Linked DNA regions of Mus musculus: all the other regions are linked to region 2. The links are chromatin contacts, called in public Hi-C and HiChIP or PLAC-seq maps. All regions are on one chromosome and are shown on one strand. The core of a region is the stretch at or near the end of the contact, and the rest is flanking DNA. Distances in the headings are between cores, read along the strand shown.

The links. A called contact is a pair of places that touch in the nucleus more often than the background predicts. HiChIP or PLAC-seq counts read pairs in DNA pulled down with a chosen protein or histone mark.
Region 1: a contact with region 2 is called in a Hi-C map of bone marrow-derived macrophages, with 37 read pairs. The contact joins two enhancer-like sites. A contact is called at or near these places in 2 of 484 Hi-C or Micro-C datasets (bone marrow-derived macrophages and peritoneal macrophages), 2 of 115 datasets of contacts at active chromatin or transcription factors (the HPC-7 cell line and embryonic stem cells) and 1 of 9 other capture datasets (embryonic stem cells).
Region 3: a contact with region 2 is called in a Hi-C map of bone marrow-derived macrophages, with 22 read pairs. The contact joins two enhancer-like sites. A contact is called at or near these places in 4 of 484 Hi-C or Micro-C datasets (B cells, Th1 cells, bone marrow-derived macrophages and 1 more) and 1 of 115 datasets of contacts at active chromatin or transcription factors (embryonic basal ganglia).
Region 4: an H3K4me3 HiChIP or PLAC-seq map of the 230-238 cell line shows a contact between it and region 2, with 58 read pairs. The contact joins the promoter of Cux1 here to the enhancer-like site in region 2. A contact is called at or near these places in 13 of 39 promoter capture datasets (the 3T3-L1 cell line, the C10 cell line, HPC-7-derived erythroid cells and 9 more), 2 of 15 datasets of contacts at CTCF or cohesin (CD8 T cells and the NIH/3T3 cell line), 48 of 484 Hi-C or Micro-C datasets (the 3T3-L1 cell line, the AML12 cell line, B cells and 33 more), 35 of 115 datasets of contacts at active chromatin or transcription factors (the 230-238 cell line, DN3 thymocytes, the HPC-7 cell line and 26 more) and 4 of 9 other capture datasets (adipose tissue, bone marrow-derived macrophages, liver and 1 more).
Region 5: a contact with region 2 is called in a Hi-C map of bone marrow-derived macrophages, with 25 read pairs. The contact joins two enhancer-like sites. A contact is called at or near these places in 3 of 39 promoter capture datasets (the C10 cell line, cranial neural crest and hippocampal neurons), 9 of 484 Hi-C or Micro-C datasets (CD4 T cells, the STO cell line, adipose-derived mesenchymal stem cells and 5 more), 10 of 115 datasets of contacts at active chromatin or transcription factors (astrocytes, bone marrow-derived macrophages, craniofacial prominence and 7 more) and 1 of 9 other capture datasets (embryonic stem cells).

The regions. Positions count from the first base shown.
Region 1 is chr5:136,530,567-136,533,266 of GRCm38.p6, reverse strand. The region is part of intron 1 of Cux1 (cut-like homeobox 1); the gene reads left to right. Among named protein-coding and RNA genes, the nearest start is that of Cux1, 36 kb to the left of the region's middle. Within about 2 kb of position 1,391, at least 73 of the 459 cell types and tissues checked have an H3K27ac peak or open chromatin away from gene starts, as enhancers often do. A contact at or near this core is called in bone marrow-derived macrophages, where this site is marked.
Region 2 is chr5:136,395,479-136,398,178 of GRCm38.p6, reverse strand. All of the region lies in intron 3 of Cux1 (cut-like homeobox 1), which reads left to right. All of the region lies in intron 2 of Gm16599 (a long non-coding RNA gene), which reads right to left. Among named protein-coding and RNA genes, the nearest start is that of Gm16599, 3.9 kb to the right of the region's middle. Within about 2 kb of position 1,273, at least 67 of the 459 cell types and tissues checked have an H3K27ac peak or open chromatin away from gene starts, as enhancers often do. A contact at or near this core is called in the 230-238 cell line, B cells, the BV-2 cell line and 8 more, where this site is marked.
Region 3 is chr5:136,582,515-136,585,214 of GRCm38.p6, reverse strand. No RefSeq gene overlaps it. Among named protein-coding and RNA genes, the nearest start is that of Cux1, 16 kb to the right of the region's middle. Within about 2 kb of position 1,349, at least 61 of the 459 cell types and tissues checked have an H3K27ac peak or open chromatin away from gene starts, as enhancers often do. A contact at or near this core is called in bone marrow-derived macrophages, where this site is marked.
Region 4 is chr5:136,566,176-136,568,875 of GRCm38.p6, reverse strand. It overlaps Cux1 (cut-like homeobox 1), which reads left to right and starts at 1,386. Exons shown (of 23, transcript NM_001291234.1): 1 at 1,386-1,698. The coding sequence starts at 1,636.
Region 5 is chr5:136,621,909-136,624,608 of GRCm38.p6, reverse strand. No RefSeq gene overlaps it. Among named protein-coding and RNA genes, the nearest start is that of Gm38722, 9.1 kb to the left of the region's middle. Within about 2 kb of position 1,353, at least 141 of the 459 cell types and tissues checked have an H3K27ac peak or open chromatin away from gene starts, as enhancers often do. A contact at or near this core is called in bone marrow-derived macrophages, where this site is marked.

The DNA.
Region 1 (2,700 bases), core at 142-2,641, 130 kb before region 2:
GATCTTCCTGCCTCTGCCTCCCAAGTGCTTGCATTCCAGGCATGTGCTATGAATATGAAACCCCTCTCTCTACTTTTTTGTGAAGGTCTCAACTAGACTGGACCAGTAACAAAGACTCCCCTGCAGACAGACAACATTGCTGTTGGTATTGTAGAAGATAATTTAGAAAGAAAAAATTTCCTTGGAAAGATTTCAAATGTATGCAAGATTAGAGCCATGAACCCCTCTGCTGTTCCCTTCTTTTTATTGGCTCATAGCAGTCCAGTCACATTTGTAGCCCCAGTCCTGGACTTTGAAAAGGGCATCACAGTATTCATAAATATTTAAACATGTATCTTCTTGTTGCTGCCATGATGGGGACAGAATAAGGGTTGTACTTGGTAGGTACTGCTCTATCACTCAGCCCCCGCCCTGCAAGCTTTTAGTTTTCTTCATTGACAGCCTGGCAACCTGCACAGACTCTTCTTGACTTGGGCATCTTGTGTCTTAGACTGAGAGGGATTCTGACTGATGCTAACTGTGGACATAGTCACCTGGCCTCATGCATAGAGGAGGCAGGGGATAGTGTCAGCGGTGTTGCTCATCCCTGCTGGCAGTGAAGCTTGGGATGTTTTCCTTTGGCAGTGACCACCTTCATTATTTGTTTGTTTTAGAAATAGGGTCTCACGTAGCCCAGGCTGGCTTTTAATTTGCTATGTAGCTAAGGATGTTCTTAAGCTTCTGATCTTCCTGCCACCACCTCCCATGTGCTGGAATTATTGGCATATGCCCTGATATCCAGTTTATGAGATACTGGGGACAGAATCCAGGGTTTTGTACATGCTAGGCAAGCACTTTATTGAGCCACTCCCCCAGTTTGCCACCTTGGTTATTGAACATGTGATATGCTTCAGGTCATATCCCTGGTCCCCACTGTGGTGTCTATGTGGCTCATGCTGATCATCTGAAACAATACTGCACAATAGTCACTTCTCTGAGGAACAGAATCTATGACGGGGAAGATCTCTTTCCACATTTAGCTGCCTAGCTATGAAGAGCCAGTAACAGGTGTTGGATTTGCAATCCATTGCCACCCCAAACTTGTGGAAATGTAGTCATCTGAGTGTAATAAGCTGCCAGGCACACTCAGCTGTTTATTGGTGGTAGTTGTATCCCCAAGGCATAGTACTCTGGCAGGGTAGGATGTTGTCCCTGGCCTTGAGACCAGCCTGGCTAGGTAAGTGGAAGGCTGGGGGCTCTTGTTGTAGAAGCAGGGTGAAGTGGGACTGGGCAGAGAGCAAGTCCACACCAGTCCTAATTTGCTGGTAGTTCTGCTAGGCCTTGAAGCATGTGGGAGATTTTTCACATGCCTGGACTGGCTGGTGGCTTGTGTCAATCACCAGAGCAGTAATCTCCGTTACCAGTGTGAGTCATTTCCTTGGGACTTTTCCTCTAACTCTGGATTCATGCTAGCTGTTCACATCACTTGGCCATATGCTAGCCAACTTTCTAGGCTTTGGGGTGCATGATGAGGACAGTCAGGATAACTCTTGCTGTCACTGCTTAAATTCTGTGTGTGTGTGTGTGTGTGTGTGTGTGGCTGGTTGGAGGTCAATCTTAGGTGTCTTCCACAGTTACTCTCTCTACTTTTTGAGAAGGGGTCTTTCACTCCCCCCCCCCTTTTTTGAGACAATCATATTATGTAGCTTCAGCTAGCCTGGAATTCACTCTGTACAGTAGGCTGTCCTGGAATTTGGAGAGAGTTGCCTACCATTGCCTCTTGAATGTTGGTATTAAAGGCATGCTATAGCACACCTGACCATTTTTCCATGGAATCCATTGATTCAGCTATGGTGGCTGGCCAGTGAGCATGAGTAGTACTTCTGTTTCTGCCCTCTCAGCACTGAGACTGCAAGCATGTGCCACTATACTTGACTTAAAAAAATTTAATGTGGGTTCTGGGGAATCAAACTTATGTCCTCATGCTTGCACTGAGCTATCTCCACAACCCCAAGTTCTAGAAGGGTTATAGGGTGAACTAAGCTATGCTGTGGATGAAATGTGTGCTCTGTTAAGCACCCTTTGCTCTTGAGACTAGGCTGTGTGTGTGTACCTGGCCTTCCAGCCACTAATTGCCCTTCAGCTGGGCATCCTGCCCATGCAATGGTATCCATTCAGGCCCAGGCGGTACTGGAGAAGGCAGAACACAGCCTCTCAGCCTCAGAATAACTCCTTTCCTTCTTTACACTGGCCTGTGAAAGGGCATGGCTTGCCTTTGCCTGAGTGGTTAGTGACCTGATTTACATGAGAGGCCAGGCTTAATCCTGGTGTGATGCCCACCTACATATTGCCAGGCTATGTTCACCAGGCTGAAGGTAAGGGCATCGAGTGGATTTTTCTACAATTACAAGCCCTCTATGTGTGCTGAGAAAGAAATATCACACCTGAGGTTCCCAGCTCCAAAGGCATGATGACAAGTGAAGTTTGGACAATTTGGATCAGAATATTTATTTTCTGTGTCTGTCTAATTCTTTTAAGAGCTGGGGATAGAGATGCCTTGCTCATGCTAGGCAAGGGTTTTACCACAGAGCTACACCTCTAGCACTTTGTCTTATACTTCTGTTATAAGAGATTTTAAATGCACACCCGAGTGGCAGAGTGTAGTAAGTTCTTCTGTGCTCACTATACAGCCTCAGTATTTCCATACCCGTGGCCAGCCTT
Region 2 (2,700 bases), core at 24-2,523:
CTGTCCTCTGCAGCTTACCTCTAAGTCTGCTTGAGCTTTAGGAAAATGGCAGGCAACTAATCCAGCATCCTCAACAGCGCTGCCTGCAGTCCCTTCCTGAAAATGGAAGTCGGTGGTAACTTAAGGGCCCTGCAAATGTCTTGAGAGGATGTTAATTATCAGTCTGACTCTCTGAGGGCTTCCTCCTCTGGCATGCCACACCTCTGCTGTGGCCATGCTCTTGCCCATTTCATTCTTTGTGGCTACATCCTCTTTCAGATTTTTACTAAAGCACACTTTCCTCATCCAAAGTGGGATGGCTTGGGCTGGCAAGGTGGCAAAGACAGGAATGGCATTTGCCAGCAAGCCTAATGACCTGAATTTGATCCTCAGAACCCACATAATAGAGGGAGAGAGCTGACTCCTGTATAGTATTCTCTGACCTCCACATTCAATAAACAAATGGAAAGGAAAGGAAAGGAAAGGAAAGGAAAGGAAAGGAAAGGAAAGGAAAGGAAAAAAAAAAAGAAAGGAAAGGAAAAAAAGAAAGGAAAGGAAAAGGAAAAGAAAGGAAAGGAAAGGAAAAAAGAAAGGAAAGGAAAAGGAAAAGGAAAGGAAAGGAAAGGAAAGGGGAAGGGGGAAAAGAGGTGGGGAGGGAAAGGGAAAAGGAAAAGAGACTTTTCTTTTGTAGCCCAGGCTGACTTTTAGTTCAACATGTCAGCAAGAATGATCTTGACTCCTGTTCCTTCTGCCTGCCAGTCCCAGATGCTGGGGTAGCAGGGGTGCCACCATGCCCAGGATCCTGGAAAAAGCTGTTCCTGCTACTGCTATGAAACACTGCTGTTATAGGTCGTTCATATAGAAACTAACTTGTTATCTCTATATATGTTTTGGGACTTATTTCAGCTGCACTGTCAACTTTGGAATAAAAGAGTCACGGCTCCCTAAGTTAAGCCAGCATCACACAGGGACTACTCTGGGAAGGTTACATTTCCCCCTTTGCACTAGCATAGTGCAATATTAAATACAGACAGTCTTCAACAGAGATCCCAACTGTCAAGTGTAAACACACTAGGCCTGTGGCTCCATGAGTACAACTCTTGCCTAGCATGCACAAAGCCATCACCCACAACTACTAAACTGAGTACAGAGGATCACACCTATGATCTCAGCATTCCTGCAGTGGAGGCAGGAGGCTCAAAAATCCAAGCACATACTTGCCTACATGTCAAATTCAAGGCCAGCCTGGGCTCTATGAGGCCTTGACTCAAAATGAGAAGACAGAAAGAGGAAATGTACAGTGGAAGTGTGTGGTCATGTTGCTGGAGGGAGATGGGGAGGCTCACTTGTAGAAAGCTGCCTAGGTGTGTGTGTGGTGGGAAAGTGTTTGCAGTGGCTGTAACAGCCCAAGGCTATCTTTACACCATGTCCCAAAAAACAGGTGCTCATGCGCAGGCAACCCTTTCCTTATTAACCAGCTTCAGAGTAATGTGATGACAGACTCCCAGACCATGAGCTTTCCTGCAGGTGAAAACCTTCCTCATTGAGTGTGGGTTTCCATTCTCAGAAAGAATATAGAAGCTGCAGCAAAAATCGTCCTTTTGGGATTGCCCAGAGGAGGCGAGTCAGCTCTGTAGCCTGGTAACAACAGTCTGATGCCCTATGCTGGTGGGAGTGGCCTCAATTTATAGGTAGAACTGAGCCCAGCCCCAGAGATCAGTAGAACATTCCAATGAGGCGCCTTCCAGGCTGAGTGGAAATTGCTTGGTACTCTCAGGAACAGGGAGTGACCGGGTGTGGCGGGGGTGGGGGGAGGTGTGGCTGTCAGGAGGTGAGTCCCAAACAGAAGAGGAAGCTCGTGGAGCTGGACAGTTTTTACAGGTGGCCGGAGCCTGTTGTTTTCATGATCCACCCTAGCCCTGCCATCACAGTAGTACCTCTGTCCTTTCCTCTTGTTCATTTTGCTATTGTGGGGTGGGAACAGTAGATAGAATGTCCACCTCAGGCTCATGTGAATACCAAGGGGCCATTAGGTATAACCTGGGAACCTGATTCCACACTCTCCCTTCATACCTCTCCCAAAGAGCTGCCATGTTCCTGTGTGCCACTGCCGAGGTACACAGTGACAGATAAGGATAGGTTCCTTTCTGTCTCCCTTTTTGAATGATAAAGGGTCTAGACAAAAGGACCATTCCTTTCATAGATACCTGCTGGCTTGCTCTTACAGGGAACAAAGTCAATGCCACTTGTTTTTCCTCTGTGTTAGGTCATTTGACTATGTTAGATCACTTGCTTGTTCAGCCCTGGCAGGTGACGTTTGTCATTTCTAGCTGCTGGCAGTTCTGGTCAAGCAGCCAGCCCCAAAGTTCTGGCACTTCCTCCCAACCCTGCTCTTCCCTAGAACTCTTCCAGCCAGAGGGAAGTCTGGACTGAAAGTGGAGGAAGTAGGCTTGGGCATAGATACTGCCTTGCCTGGATATGCCTGAGAAGGCTCATGTGAAAGCCTAGAAACTGAGTGGCAGCCGCTCACTGGCTGTGAGCAGTGAACAAGAGCAGCCACCACAGGAAAGATGAGCTGGGGACTAGTGCATACTTCAGGGCAGCAGCCATGGGAAGGAGACAGAAGAAGGGGATCACAGAAGAAGGAGGCTATTGGACTCCTCAGAACGTACTGATCATTCCAGACGTTTGACAAGGCTTGCCAGGGAGCTGGCGGCCTCA
Region 3 (2,700 bases), core at 100-2,599, 190 kb before region 2:
ATGTATGAATGGATGGCTTGCCAGGGAAGCTTAACCTCCCAGGCTAGAGCTTGCTGGCTAGACAGCTAGCCGGGAGGAGGCAGGAAGTTCCCGTCTGATTTCCACAGTGTTTTTGAAGTGCCGGCTGTCCTTTGGAGCTGCTTGCCTCCTGGATGGTTGTTGCAATCTTGGCCTCGGGACACAAAACAAGGAGCACTCAGTTGCCTGGTGGGATGTGAGGTGGTAGGTGGGAAGACTGGTTTATTAGGCTTCTGGGTCTTTGGACTTGGAGCAGCTTTGGTGAATCACTGGACCTCTGGGGAGTTGGGGAGGTGAGAGTCCAGAGGCTTAGGAATCTGGGAAAGACAAGTCCATTGCCATGGTTACAGCCAAGCCCAGTGCACCAAAGGGTGTGTGTATGGAGGAGGAGTCAGGACAAGACACTTCTGCTCAAACAAGGAGGGGAGGTTGTCCAGGAAGTCCACTTGAACCTCTGTGATTTACTCTTAACTTACAGGATATTAAAGGGACCTTGACTCAGAGCCCTCTAGCCAGACTGAAAACTACCTATGACCTGAAAAGGCTTTTTCATGAGTGACAAAACTAGCTTACCAGCAGTTTCCCCTGAGGTCAAAAAAGCTGCAGGCTTCTGTTGATTTCATCACCATCCATGAAGGCAGGTGTGTGCGGTCACTTCAGGCCTCTCTGCTCCTTCTTTGTGAGTGGATTGAGAGAGGTGAGAATAGGCAAGAGCCCTGTTCTCATCTAGGAGGCATCTTTTTCTTTTGTCTTCTTCTTCTTTTTTTTTTTTAATTAGGTATTTTCCTCATTTACATTTCCAATGCTATCCCAAAAGTCCCCCATACCCACCCCACCCCCACCCCCTTTTGTCTTCTTAATGTTACTCAGGATGGAACCTAGGGCCGCCCATACAGGATAAGCAAGCATTCTTCCACACACCAGAGAACTATAGGCAGGAGCTCTACCACTGAGCCACGCCCCCAGTCCCTCCCTGGGGGATTCTAGGCAGGTGCTCTACCACTGAGCCACGTCCCCAGCCCCTCCCTGGAGGATTCTAGGCAGGGGCTCTACCACTGAGCCACACCCTACCACTGAACCAGACCCTCAGCCCCATCACTGGGGAAGGGGTTCTAGGCAGGAGAGTGGAGAGTCCTAGACCAGCCTAGGCTATCTCACAAGACCTTGTCTCAAAACACAAAAGTCTGAGCTATGACTATTGTAAGACACATTTGGCCTAGTGAACAAAATTAATTGTTGCTATGACAAAAATTAGGCACAATTAGTGAGCAGACATACTGAAGGAAGGGTGTGGCCAAAGATCCCTTCAGGAATGAGGAAGAAGAAGCAAAACCGAAACTGGCTGAGAGCCAGACAAAGTGGCACTTGCTTGTAATCTCAGCACTCAGGAGGTGGATGCAGGAGGATCAGGAGTGGAGTGTCAGCATGAGTTACAGGAGACCCTATCTCAAACAAGAGTGTCTTGTGCCAGGCCTAAAGCTTTCAGTATAGTAAGTAACTTAATTAATCCTAGCAAAAATCCCACAGGGTCCTTTTGATAATTATGAGGAGGCAGAAGCTGTTTTGTTTTGTTTTATTTTGTTTTGTTTTGTTTTTGACAAGGTCTCATATACTTCAGGGTAGTCTTAAATGCTCTATACAGACAGGATAACCACAACCTCTGTTTAAAAATTAAATTCTTATTTCTGTGGATGCACATGTGTTTGTGAGTATGTGCATCTAAGTGCAGGTTCCTGTGATGGCCAGAGAGGGCGCTGGATCCCTAGGAGCTAGAGTGTAGGTTACTGTGAACAATCTTATAGGAGTATTGGCAACTAAACTGAGATTTTCGCCCAGAGTAAGTGTGCTTAATTGCTGAGCCACCTCTATAGCTTCTGACCTTGAACTCTGGATCATCCTGCCTCTACCCCTGAGTGCTGGGATTATAGACATGCACCATGCTAGGTTTATGCATGTTGTAGATGGAACCAAGGCTTTATTTATGCCTGCTGGGTAAGCAATCTACCAACTAATGCATGGCCGCCCCCACCCCACCCCTTTCTTTTTTATCCCAACATTGGGAATTAAACCTGGGATATTGCATACACTAAGTAAGCTTGATCTATCACTGTGCTACATCCCTAGCCTAGAAACTGTATGCTTTATTTTATATCTATATTCCAGGTGTAGTTGCACACATATTTAATCCTAAGCATTGTGAGGCAGAGGCAGGCTATGAGTTCAAGGTCAACCTGGTCTACATAGCTAGTTCCAGGCCAGCCAGAGCCTCATAGCAAGAGACCCCCAAACATATCAAAACCCTTTACATATTTTTTCCTTTAACTATATTTTATACATATGAGTGTTTTGCCTGTACAAATGTTTATTCACCACATTTGAGTAGTGCCCTTGAAGGCTAGGATGAGGTGTTAGAGCCACTGGGACTGGAGTTACAGACAATTATGAGCCACCAATACGGGTGCTGGGAAATGAAACGGGTCATCAGGAAGAATAACCACTGAGCCACCTCTCCATCCCCCGAGACTGTTCTTAGCTCTTCACTGTTTCACCATCAGTATGGGAAGAGCAGTTTATGTTAAGTTAGTACTGAGGACACTGAGGTAGACCGGTTAGTAACCGATTCAAAGTTACCCAGGGAACACGCTGCCCGCATAGTGTGTGGTTCATGCCCCACCGTTGTTT
Region 4 (2,700 bases), core at 137-2,636, 170 kb before region 2:
CCGCGCGCTCCCACGCACCTGCTTCGGGTGGCTTCTGCCCCTCAAAGGCTGCGACTTGGGAGTGCAGCCCGGTCCCGACCGCTGCATGGACACAGAGGCTTTTGGGTGCAGTTGCAAGACCCGGGAACACTTGTATTCTTTAAATCTCGGGGGGACTTTCATTTCCAACCTCGTTCTCCAAAAATATCGATCTCACCGCAACCGAATAACGCTAAGCCCTCAAACTTGGCTCAGAGAGCAATTATTTTCTACTGTCATGTTTGGTGTTCCATACAGACGTTATTTACATATAATTTTCAAGATTAAGGAATTTAGGGATTTGTCTTAACTAATTACACGTTCACCGAAGTGCAGCAAAGTGAAAACACTGTGTTCCTACTGTAAACGCAAACTCTCTGGTGTGAATAAATCCATTAAAGATGACGATCCTGAAACGCGTGCTTTGGGTCTAGAAGGAAATGTAAAGAGAACTTCCTTCCCCCCACTCCCGGTTTAAATGTGAGCGTTTTTGTTTTTTTTTTTTTTTCTTCTTCAAAACTTAGGAACGAGCGCTCAGTTTCAAGTGCACTGCACGCTCTCAAACTTTCTGCCTGCAAAGACGGAGGCGCGGAGTTGTGTGAACCCCAGAGGAAGTTTCTGGGGTTGTGTCGCAGAAGCATGGTTGGGACAGAGTTGTGCTCCAAGACTTGCCCCAGTCCTGGCGGACGCTGGAGCGGCTCTGAAGGGTGGGGAGGCCGTCGCCACTCGCTGATGTGTCCCGGTGCAAGTTGGGGATTGCAACGGAATGTGTAGGACGTGAATGGGAGTCGCGGCGGCAGCAGCCGCAGGCTCCAAGGCTTGGTGGTCAACCCCCTCCGCCCCCTTTACCACGACACAATTGCACTTCCTTGAATATGAAACACTGTTCACGACCGCTGTGGTCTGGAGGTCCCCCAGCTGGAGCGCATAGGGGAGCGGAGTGAGGTCACCCGCAGCCCCGGCGCGCGGGCTGGCCGGTGGGGTCCCGACCGCCGGCTGTGCAGGTGGGCTCCGCTCGCTCCACCGCGCGCACCGTGCGAAAGAGCGCAGCGCCCGCGCCCCGCTGCCGCAGCGCAGCCCACTGTCCTCAGGCGCGCAGAGCGAGGGGCACCTTATCCTAAAGCGCTGGCCACCGGCGACCGCGACCTTCCCGGGGGCGGGGGTGTTGGGGAGGGAGGGCGCCCTTTAGGTGAGCTGCGGGGTCCGGAGGAGACCCCGCAGCGCCCCCTCGAGGCCGGGCCGCCGTAGGGTCGCAGCGCGGCCTGGGAGGGGGGCTTGTGGCGGGGCGCGCGGGAAAAAGGGTGAGGGGTCGCGAGGGCCCCGGATGCCCGCGCTCGGGCTGTGGAGAGAGAGCGCGGCGCGCGCGCGTCAAGGCTGCCGCCGCCGCCGCCGCCGCGTTTCCCTCAGGCTTCGGACTCCATGGCTGAGGCGGTGGCGGCGGCGGCGGCGGCAGCGGCGGCGGCGCCGTGAGGAGGAAGGAGTCCGCGTCCGCGGTGGCTGAGGCGGCGGCCGGCTCCAGGCCGGGTTTTGGCGCCCGCCCGCCTGCTGCCTCCTGGCGGCTCCTGAACTCCAGCCCCCTCTCTATCAGCCTCTCACTCCGTCTCAATATGTCTCAAGATGGCGGCCAATGTGGGATCGATGTTTCAATATTGGAAGCGCTTTGATTTACAGCAGCTGCAGGTCAGGCTTCTCGGCGCTCGGCCTCGCGCCCGGGGGGTGAGGGCTGCGGGCGGTCGCGGCCTCCCTCAGGAAGGAGGGTGACACTCCGGGCTGCCAGGGCCCTGGCGGGGGTGCTGAGGCGACGGGGGAAAGCAGGAGGGGGGTGCCGGGAGAAGAGCGGGGCCGAGTCGGCGGCGAGTCCCTCGGGCTCCCCGGCTCTCATTGATCACTCGGCTTGATCAGAAATTGATCCTCTTTGTTCAATTCATCGATCAGCCCAAGATGGCGCCGGAGCCGCCAGCCGCCACCAACATCTTTGCCCCCCGGTGTCTGCCCCCTTCAACCCCGGAGGGTGTCTTCCTCCCCACCATCATCGCCATCATCATCCTCATCGTCCTCTCCGCCGCCGCCGCCTACCCCGCGCGCTGTCGTTGTCGCGGGACCCTGGTGGAGAGGAGGGGGGAGCGGCGGTCCCCCCCCCCCACGGGGGCTCAGTGGGAACTCGCGCGCGCTAAAGAGGGGGACGCGCCACGGGGTGGCTCTGGAGGGGTGGCAGGGCTGCAAAGAAGGGGAGCTGCGGGACGCTAGTCCCCCTCGCGCCAGTCACGTCCTTCCTTCCCCCCGGCTCAGCCCCGTCGTATTCCCGGGGAAAGTTTGTGGGGAGTTGCTGGTGGGGGGTGAAGCGCCTGTCTCTCTCTCTCTCTCTCTTTCCTCTGTCTCCTGGAGGAGAGAGTCGCGGACCGCCGCCGCCGCCGCCGCCACTGCCCCGCCGGCGCGGCGGAGCTGGAGCTGGTGGCGCTGTGGTGCCGCCGGCTCCGGGGGAGGGTCAGATCGGCCACCGGCGGCTGGCGGCGGTGGCGGCGACGGCCAGGCTGGCGGGTGGCCCCTTGTCGTGAAGACGGCGGGTGGCTTGGAGCTCCTGGCTGCTCCTTGATCGTTCCCCTTGGGCCCAGCTGCCACCATTCCTCTTTCCACTACTCCCGTAAGGGATTGTCAACCGGTGTCGCCCCGGCCAGGGCACCG
Region 5 (2,700 bases), core at 104-2,603, 230 kb before region 2:
CCTTCTATTCTTAATTTTTTTTATTGCATTTATTTACTTATTTTGTATGTGAGGACACCCATGGCACAAGTTTTGACAGCCAGAGGACAACCTGAAGAAGTTGGTTCTCTCCTCTCTCCTGTGGGTCCTGGAGAGCCAACCCAGGTCTTCACGTGTAGCAGAAAGTGCCTTTAGTAACTGAGCCATCTCCATAATCCTAAACTGCTTTCGAAACAGTGCTTGTACCCATAGACTAAGCTGAGCGGTGGTGGCAGACACCTTTAGTCCTAGCACTCGGGAGGCAGAGTCAGGCAGAGCTCTGAGTTCAAGGACAGCCTAGTCTACAGAGTGAGTTCCAGAACAGCCAGGGCTACACAGAGAAACCTTGTTTTGGGGGGACACACACAGACTAAGGAAGCCCTCAGCTTTGACCAGAGAAGGGCTTCTTGAATGGGCAGTGCTTGGGGGGGGGGGGAACTCAGCTGGTCCAAGGGGTGAGAACAGGTGGCTGCTGAATGCCCGGTCCCACCCAGCACGTTGTGTCACCATTCCAAGGCCCAGGGAACATCTGGAAAGAGGGAAGGGAGGAGCAGAATGGGGGTGAAGCATGTGGTGGGCTGTCAATGACTCTTGGTGTCATGAACACCTGGCTGTGACTGCTTACGGGGTGGGGGTATAAGAGAGGGGCATGAAGGTAGGAGAGAGGGGGAACGGGAAAGCAGGCTGTTGCAGAGGAAAGGGTAGTAAGGCGTTGGCTGATCACAGTGTCTTATGAAGCTGCCAAAAGGAAAAACATTTCCGAAAAGCCACTTCTGTTTTATCAGGAAAAAAGTTTCCCCCTTTTTCCTTGGACATGCTATCTTTTAAAGATTTTTTTAAAGTGACATCGTAATTCGTCACATGAACGGATTGGTGAATTTAACGTTAACTCCCATTCATATACTGCTGAAAATGTATCTTAGAAGGCAGACTTGCAATCCCAGCACTTGGGAGACTGAAGAAGGAAGGTGAAGTGTTCAAGGCCAGCCTCAGCTACATAAAAAGCCTGGGCTACATGAGGGTGAGGGGAAGGAGGAGGGGTAAAGAGAGAAAGATTGGGAAACTGAGGCTAAGGTGGTAGCTTTCCTTTCGGGTCATCAAGGCTCTTCGTGCGCCTGACAGGGGGCGCTCTTCCCCAACTCCCTAGCCTCCTCAGCCCGCGCCAGTCAGGGTCCCCCTAAGAAAACCTTGGAGCGATTTTCCTTTTGCGCGAACTCAGCGCCTCCTTCCAACCGCGAGGTCTCAAAGGTGAGCCTCGCACAAATGCCTTGCAGATGTTTCTCCTTCCAGATCGGCTACCGCGGCGCTGCGCGGCGCAGCTCCAGCAGCCGCGCGATCCTGCAGCGATCCGGACCGCATTTTCCTTTCCACCCTCCAACTTTTGCAAGCTGTAGTTATTTGATAATGATTTTTTTTTCAACCTCTCCCAATAATTGTTATCCTCCCCGCCCGGTACAGCTCAGGTGATGGGTGCAGACGGTAGACGCCTCCTCCTCTTCTCTGGCGCGCAGCCCGAGGCCCTGGAGTAAGGAGCCACAACCCAGCCAGCAGAGAAAGCCAAGGTTAAGCGCCCCGGGAGGACCCCAAACGGCCCCCCACGATGCTTTTCTTTGCACCCAATACCCTCCTGAAGCCAGGCCACCTCTCCCTAAGCCTACTCCGAGGTTGTGACTATCTTAGCTGGATGGGTGCCGCAGGCACATGGTTCTGCGGAATCCAACCCTTGGAGTATTGATTGAGGACCTACGGCATTCCCAAGTCCTGAGCAATGAGTTGACTCCCAAAAGCAATCCAGAATGATCCCTGCCTTTGGGGATGCCGGTTCATGAGAAAATCGGGGCTACCATCCTCACCTGGAAAGATGACAAGGCTTTCCCACAAGAGAAAAAGCTTCTCTTGCTCCCTAACTTTCCTTAGCTCCCATGGCCTCTGCAAAGGATCAAGGTCGGCCTGGATGAAAGCTTCCTTAATAAAAAAGGCTCCTCGGCCCGGCATGGTGGCACACGCCTTTAATCCTAGCACTCAGGAGGCAGAGGCAGGTGGATTTCTGAGTTTGAGGCCAGTCTGGTCTACAAAGTGAGTCCCAGGACAGCCAGGGCAATACAGAGAAACCCTGTCTCAAAAAAAAAAAAAAAAAAAAAAAAAAAAAAAAAAAAAAAGGCTCCTCTAAACACGTGGCAGAAAACAAGACCACCAAGGTGGGGCTGGATAGGTCCAAGCTCCCGAGATGAGAGTGGGACCATCCAGTAGAACTCCTATCTCCCCTCAAGACTGTGTATCTGGTCTGTTTAAGGCAAGGTTCACTCTGAAGCCCAGGCTGACCCCTGTCAGCCTGTCAGTTACATGTGTGTACCAGAAGATCATGCTCCTGGGTTTATTACTGTTTTGCTGTTGTTGTTTCTTTTCTGGTTAGAGGGTTCTTAAAATTTATTTGTTCATTTTGAGGGTTTAAAAACAAACAAACAAACAAGCAAAACAAACAAAAACAAAAGAGAAAGAAAAGAAAAGAAGAGAAAAGAAAAGATCACTTTAAGGGAGTAGGGGTAGGGAAAGCTTATGCCAAAGCCGGCCTGTGGAGGTCAGAGGACAAACTCTAGGAGTCAGTTCTTTCCTTCAACCACGTGGGTTCCTGGGATTAAACTTGAGTCGGCAGGTTTGGTGGCAAGCTCCTTTACCCACTGA